Regions from separate parts of the Mus musculus genome. Here region 2 is linked to region 1. The links are chromatin contacts, called in public promoter capture Hi-C maps. All regions are on one chromosome and are shown on one strand. Each heading gives the region's core, a stretch centred on a gene start, on an enhancer-like site or on the middle of the called end of the contact. The rest is flanking DNA. Distances are from core to core; before and after follow the strand shown. Region 1 holds the start of Ddo (D-aspartate oxidase). Region 2 overlaps Ccdc162 (coiled-coil domain containing 162).

Evidence for each region. Promoter capture Hi-C pulls out the DNA fragments that hold promoters and counts their contacts.
Region 2: a promoter capture Hi-C map of the 3T3-L1 cell line shows a contact between it and region 1, with 5 times the contacts expected there. The contact joins the enhancer-like site here to the promoter of Ddo in region 1. A contact is called at or near these places in 8 of 39 promoter capture datasets (the 3T3-L1 cell line, the C10 cell line, the SN4741 cell line and 4 more), 2 of 484 Hi-C or Micro-C datasets (the C10 cell line and pre-B cells), 1 of 115 datasets of contacts at active chromatin or transcription factors (astrocytes) and 1 of 9 other capture datasets (embryonic stem cells).

What each region holds. Positions count from the first base shown.
Region 1 is chr10:40,628,335-40,631,942 of GRCm38.p6, forward strand. Ddo (D-aspartate oxidase) reads left to right here and starts at 1,677. Exons shown (of 5, transcript NM_027442.5): 1 at 1,677-1,757; 2 at 3,272-3,446. The coding sequence starts at 3,275.
Region 2 is chr10:41,682,942-41,686,549 of GRCm38.p6, forward strand. It overlaps Ccdc162 (coiled-coil domain containing 162), which reads right to left. Exons shown (of 48, transcript NM_001358562.1): 5 at 226-339. Among named protein-coding and RNA genes, the nearest start is that of Mir3473b, 14 kb to the left of the region's middle. Within about 2 kb of position 1,915, at least 31 of the 459 cell types and tissues checked have an H3K27ac peak or open chromatin away from gene starts, as enhancers often do.

The sequences.
Region 1 (3,608 bases), core at 427-2,926:
TCAGAACCTGTAAGCCAGCCCCAGTTAAATGTTGTCTTGTAAGAGTTGCCTTGGTCATGGTAACTGTTCACAGCAGTAAACCCTAACTAAGACACCAGGGTTAGTGGTTTCTTTGCAGCCTTTATATCAGACTAAGCTCTCCTGAGTTCTACGAGGTACTGCAGCAAACGAATTGAACCCAGTGTGGGCAACCTAGAACCCCAAATTTGTGGTGGGACCCAAGGCACAGGGCACAACCCGAGGTTTGAGATATGCATCTGACCTTTGATAAGGGGTAAGTCTTAAGACCTGAGCCTCCAACCTGTGGTACCAGATACCATCTTCAGGTAGAAGGTGCCAGAATTGAAAGAGAATCCTGCTGAACCGGATGTGTCTGCTGGAGAGTCTGCTATATTGGTTGCTGGATGTGTGTGGAGAAAGAACCCATTCCCCTAGACACAGAACTGTTCCATTTTCTGTGACTTTGGGATTGTGGACTGAAGGGACAATGCCCTTTCTTTTCCATTTTGACACCCAGACAGCCTTGTATAAAATCGTACCTAGCTGAGCTCACCAGAGGCTCATGGCCACATGCAAAAGGAATCATCTTTCTCTCCTTTTCAGATGGGAAGACAGACTGAGACAGCCTCTGACTTGCTCAAGATAAGATAGTGAGGACCCTGCTTTGACAAAGAGGACCTCTGCTTGGCTGAGAGCATGCATAGGGAGTCTGCTACACAGAATGGCCTTTATCACACAAGAGACCATGGGCTTTTCCACATGTCTTGGAGCCTCGGTTTATATCTGTAGAATAAGGAGGATACGTCTCATTTCACAAGAGAATGGTGTTACGTGGTGATACAGTCATGGCTAAAGCGAAATCTCTTATTAGTATATTAACGTGGTTAATATTATTCTATTAAATATTATCTGGGCTGGAGAAATGGCTCAGCGATTAACACATGTAATTGCCAGCACCTTCATCAGGTGGCGCACCACCACCTATAACTCCAGCTCCAGGACATCTGGTGCCCTCTTCTGGCCTCCATGGGCACTGCGTGCATGTGAGAACAACATGCAATAGACCACAGACCAACAGACCACAGCAATTTAAATGTAAAACAAATCTTTAAGATATATTATAGCTATTGTGATACAACCAATTACGTCTCTAGAATCAAATGACTTTCAGGGAGGTTTAATGTGGGCTTTTCCTACTACTGAGCTGTGTGTGTTTCTGAGGAGGTGACACTCAGCAAATACCAGTTCCCTTCTATAAATATTTGGTTCATCCTAACTTATTTTCTGAATAAATTTTCCATCTGCCACCAGGCCGGCATCTCAGCTATCAACAACTCTGAACAATGCGGCAGGGGAAACGAGTGCTTGGTTCTAGCTGGGACTTTTTGGAAGTCAGACAGACCACCCATTTATTTGCCATGCAAACAAATCAGCCGGAGAAACTCCAGGCTGGTGGCAAGCTGAAGTTCTTGAAAGCCAGACAAAGACAGGTCATAGAGGACGAAACTTCCCCTGCAGGCTTGGCAGAGAGGCAGTTCCACAGAGCTTACACGTGCCTCTCTCCTGGGGAGTCAGAGGCAGACACTGTGGCATGGACCAATGGAGGGTAAGCTTAGAGAGAGTGTCCTTAATAATTTCCCCAATGGGAAGGAGTTTTGTTTTCCCTGTCTCTTAGGAGACCAGGCTAACAGGTCACTGGAAAACAAGTGTTGGTGCCAGGACCTCCGGTGGATACCAGACTGCTTTTTCAGAGACAGGTATTTGAATCCTCACTCTTTGCTCTAGGGTCGTTCTGTATGCACTCTGGGATTTTAGGGGTGTGTCTTGGTGGGGTTGGGGCCAGAGATTGATAGGTCACACTATATCAGGACATGCCCTATGTTTCTGGCTCTCTTTCCACTCCACTGGCAGCTGGTTATTCTTAGCCACAGATTGCTTTTCACCCTAGTGTTAACTTATTAGAGCTGTGGCGCAAGGCTGCTAGATAGGCAACTAGTAAGATCATGGCCGTCTGTCTTCTATTACCTCCTCTGGAAACAAGTCCAGGACCTCCCTCTCCCAGCCTTCCCCACTGGACTGTGTCCTGCTGGGAATCTTCTCTTGTCTTTCTTCAACCCTGGCAGTCTGACATCTCAGCTCACCTGCTCAGAAACGCACACGGCTCAGTTGGAGGAGAAGCGCACATTAAACCTCCCTGAAAAGGCTTCAAGGCTCACGGAGTGGGAGTCAAGTGGAGCTAGGGAGGAGGCAGAGAACCACTCATAGCCAGACCTCATGATGTCTGCCATGGCTAACCTCACCTGGCCTGATGCCCTGTTCACTGCCTGTTGCAAGAAGGGATTGTACCAGGGGTGGGTGGGATTTAGGCTAACAACACAAGCAGCTGGCTGAGAGAACTTTACCCCTAAGGAATGGCTATAACTAACTGGAATAATTACGTTTTGTCCACTCTCCTTAATCTGGAATTGAGCCAGATAGAGGGAGTTGGGCATGGAGCACACATAGTAAGACAAAGAAGTGAAGGCGGGCAGGAGGCTGACAGGTCAGCACCAAGTAACAGATTCCTGCTGCCTCTGCGGAGAGCGTGGAGGACACTGACATCTTTGCCCCTCTCTCTACCTTCCACACAAGATGTCAGCCTTGGGGTGCCTGGCGCAGGCGCCTGGTATCTACATTTTCCCTACATCCTCCCACAGGGGATCTATTTGGGAGACAGCCTCAGCGGCCTGCCGTTTACTACTCAAAGAGGCTAATAAGAATTCATTTGGTGCTGTCTTCAGGTGAAGGCACAGAGGCTAAAGGACCGCGGCCATTTCTTCCTGTTATGCAATCATCTGTGGCAGCCAGACATGACCTCTGTGTCTGCTCCCTAGAGTCCCGGGAGCAGAAGTCACAGCTCGGCTGCTTCCCAGGACTAGCTTACCTCCTCAGCAGTCCCTAGAATGTGCCCATAGGGAAAAAGTTAGGCAAGGGCACTATGACTAGAATTCTACCCCCGAATGCCATGTGATTAGTGCTGGTGAGCACGGCAGGCAAACCTAGGCTGATTCTGTTTTGGTAGCAATTGCCCGTAGAGAGACCTCGAAGTTCGCACTGTTATTTATGGAATGAGAGCTTAAAAGGTTGCTGGGCTGGGTCCTGGGGACCCTTTTTCGGAAGGAAGTTTTACTCTGAGAGGCTGCCTGATGTAAGGAAAGAACTTTAGGGTCAGATTTCATCCGGGGAGAATAATGCCCTAAGCAAGGTGGTCCATTTGCGTTTTCCTCCTTAGGCCATGGACACAGTGTGTATTGCGGTCGTTGGAGCTGGCGTGATAGGGCTGTCTACTGCAGCATGCATTTCCCAACTGGTTCCCGGATGCACCGTCACTGTCATCTCAGACAGGTTCACTCCTGATACCACCAGTAATGTAGCGGCTGGGATGCTTATTCCTCACACGTGTGCAGGTGAGAGACGGTACATTTGCAAGATGCTAATTTCACACCGGCCACCAATAGGCATGAGTGATCCTGAAGATGGCCTGGTGTCTCCCAGTCATCTGAGAGTTCCTCCAAACACGAACCTCCACTCTCTCTGTGGCTGAGTGCCTTGGTCTCCTGGATCAGCTG
Region 2 (3,608 bases), core at 665-3,164, 1.1 Mb after region 1:
CTGGCTGTAACTCCAGTTTTAAAGGGGATCTGCTGCCCTCTTCTGGCATCCATGAGCATTGCATCCATGTGGACTAATGTGTGCACACACATAAACACATTAATTTAAAATGAAAATAAAAGTCTTTTTAAAATTACATCCATATATCATATATACATATACATCATTACATATGCGATGCACAGATACATGCTCTCCCACCGGGTCTGCTCCCTGGCCCCTTACCTTATAAAGAGGGTAGAGTTCTTCCATGGCCATACTGGTCTGGCAGAGCCTCTTCCACCTCAGCACGTGCAAATATTTACTCTGGCCCAGCTGCGTAATTCTCTCTGTGTAATACTTTACCAACAACAAAAATAAGCACTTACCAGAATATAATTATAGAAAGGGGGCTGATCGAGCCTTACGAACACTAACAATATAGGTGATGGTTGCTTTGAAAATACTTTTTTTTTTCTTACAGGAACACCATCAAATGAAGTCTGGTTCAAGATCCTTCCGATGTAAAGCAACAAGAGCAAGCAGATGTGTCTAAATCTCTGTGATCTGCTACTGAATTAACTGGTCACAAGCTCCTTCGTCAGCTACTGGACTGTTGGCAGTGACTTAGGATACTATAGGCTTAAAGTCGAGCTGAAGTTCTGGGTGGAGAAACTGAAATTATGGCTGGGAGAAATGCTGGATCAGTAAAATGCTTTTCAGAAAAACACAGAAACCAGAGTTCCATCTCCAGAACATATGTTGAGAAGAAAAGAGAAGAGAAGGAAAGGAAAAGAAAGGAAAGGGGAGGAAAGGGGAGGGGAGGGGAGGGGAGGGGAGGGGAGGGAAGGGAAGGGAAGGGAAGGAAAGGGAAAAAAGACAAGAAAAAGCAAAAGCAAAGCCATTTCTGGCGGCACTCAGAACGCAGGGGAGGCAGAAACAGACAGGTAGGTCCCTAGGGCTCGTGACCACTCGACCTTCCCTGCTTGGCAAACTCCAAGAGAGAACTCCTGTCTCCAAAGAATAAGATCACAGCACCCAAGGTGTGACACCTGAGGTTTTCCTCTAGGAAACATACAAGCACACACATGTACCCATGCATCCATGCACACACACACACACACACCTAAACCTGTGAGTCAAAAAGTCCATTACAAGTAAGATTAGTGGCTCAGAGAGGTGGCCCTCTGGGTAAGGGAACTCCTTATGCAATCGTGATGACCCGGGTTTGATTCCTGGGACCCTTGTGGAGATGGAAGGCAGGAAGTAACTCCATCAATGTTGTCCACCGTCCCCCACGTGTGCACCACGGTGCGTTCCAAAACACATACACAGAGTAATAACAAAAAAGAAAAAAATTAAGACTATAGTTTATAAAAATCAGACTGAAAATTTTCGCTTACAATTAAAATAAAAGCAGTGGCACATTCCTATAACCCTCGTGCCTCGTGCTCAAGAGGCCAAGGCAGGAGATTTATGAGTTTGAGGGCAGTCATGCAGATGGCTTTTCTATCCAGGGATAAAAATGACGCTGCGAAGAAATGAGTCCTGTTGCATTCTTTCATCACGAGTAGAGAATCTGACAGAATACTTGAGGCAACTGTTTTTCTGTCCCAACATAGTGCCAGGGTTCCTGGGGAAAGAGAACCACTTGTCATGGTTCCCGCGAGCCGAGACGCTCACTCACGCTGCTGAGACCCAGCAAGGAGAGGAAACGGTAAGGGAGCGGAGGGACCTCTGAGTTAAGGAGAGAAGACTTGAAACGTGAGGCGAGGCGAGGCGCGGAACAGGAACCCAGGAACCGGGGAGTTTGTAGGCTGCGGCACTGGAGAGGAGGAAGCCAGTCAGAGAAAGGCAGGCTCGGAAAGGACCCCACGGGTCTGTTTGTTGAGTACCTAGCCAGGCACGCAGCAGGAGACGCTCCAGGAGGCTGTGTAAAGAATAGCTGACCCTGACCGACCGAAGGCCAACAGCTCTTAATAGGTTCTTACTGGACTGGCTGCAGGCTGTTCAAGTTCCAGCCACCAGGTGAAAGTGTCCCTGGATACCCGAGACATCCAACACCAGGGCTCTGGTAATGAGGACAAACTGAGCCTAGAGTGAAGATTATCCTAAAGCCACACAAGGCAGCCCTGAAGGGAGTAAGTGGGTCTGTGACTTAAAAGCTTCCCAGAACAAAGTCCAACACTTGACGGGAAACACAAAATCCACGGCATCCGATAGTGAAAATTTGATTATTTTTAGCATTCATTTATAAGTGATTTTATAAACTATAGTCATTCAAAGCAACAAGGAAAAGATCTGTGGGCAGAAGAGCAGTTAGTGAGAAGACGACAAGAACCAACCTAGTTAACAAGGTCAGCAAGCCAAGTGTTTAAAGGTCCGAAGACTGAAAGCGAATGTGAATGCAGCTTGAAGAGTCTAGGAGTCTAAAAGTAAATACACGTTTGAAGCAAACACTGAACCGACAAGATTAGAGGTACATTAGACTTTGCATGGAAAATGTTAGAAAACTTCAACTGGGACTGGTGGAGGTGGCGCACGCCTTTAATCCCAGCACTTGGGAGGCAGAGGCAGGGGATCTCTGAGTTCGAGGCCAGCCTGGTCTACAAAGTGAGTTCCAGGACAGCCAGGGCTACACAGAGAAACCCTGTCTCGAAGAACAAAAACAACAAGAACAAAAGCTAGTAACCTTGAAGAGCAATAGGAACTTCACAAAATGAAGTAGGTACCAACTGCAAACAAGGATACAGCCAAAGGGAACAGGATCTTGGTCTTTCCGAGGTGATAGGAAACACTGTAATGGATGTGCAATTTAAGCAACGGGTCTCGGAGCTGGGCTTAAACTCAGGAATGAGCTTGACAATTAAGATACTGTTAACTAAGAATGATATAACGTATAATTTAGTCAAGCCTTTTTGGTTAGTTGTAAGAGTGGTTGTGCTTGTGTGGAGGGTTGAGGTTGATTTTGGAATAGTTTTTTCTAGTCAAATTAAGTCTAGGAGAGTTAAGGATGTTTTTAGGCTTAGGTTAAGAGATTTTATGGGTGTAATGCAGTGAATAATGGATGGGAAAAAGCCTAGTAAGGTTGAGAAAGATGAATATGAGTTTGCTTTGTTTATTGAGAATTTTATAGTCACTCCCAGAACCCAGAAAACTCTGTTTAAAGAAACCGTGCTTAAAAGTTTTCAAAAATTAAGAAATGCTCTCGCCAGGCGTGGTGGCACACACCTTTAATCCCAGCACACGGGAGGCAGTCTCATGCTAGCTGTCCAGGGTCAAGAAACACAGACACAAGTCCATGATGAGGAACACTGGTGGCCATGTTTGAAGGCCGCCTAATCCAGCATCTATATTTTTCAGCATCATGACTGCTATGATTTGGACCTTAAGGGTCTCCCACCAATACTGTCTTTTGAAAGCTCAGTCCCCAGAACAGCAATGTTCAGAGGTGGACCTTTGGCAAATGAATGGATCAATGGGGCCCGGACCTTATCAATGGATTAATCCATTTATGGATTCAAAAATTAGCGGCTTGACAGGGCGGACCTTTGTTCTAAAAAGTGAGCTCTCTGCTTTGTGGCAACCCAGAGGTGAACAGCTTCCTTCTGCCCCATCTTCCAGCTGTG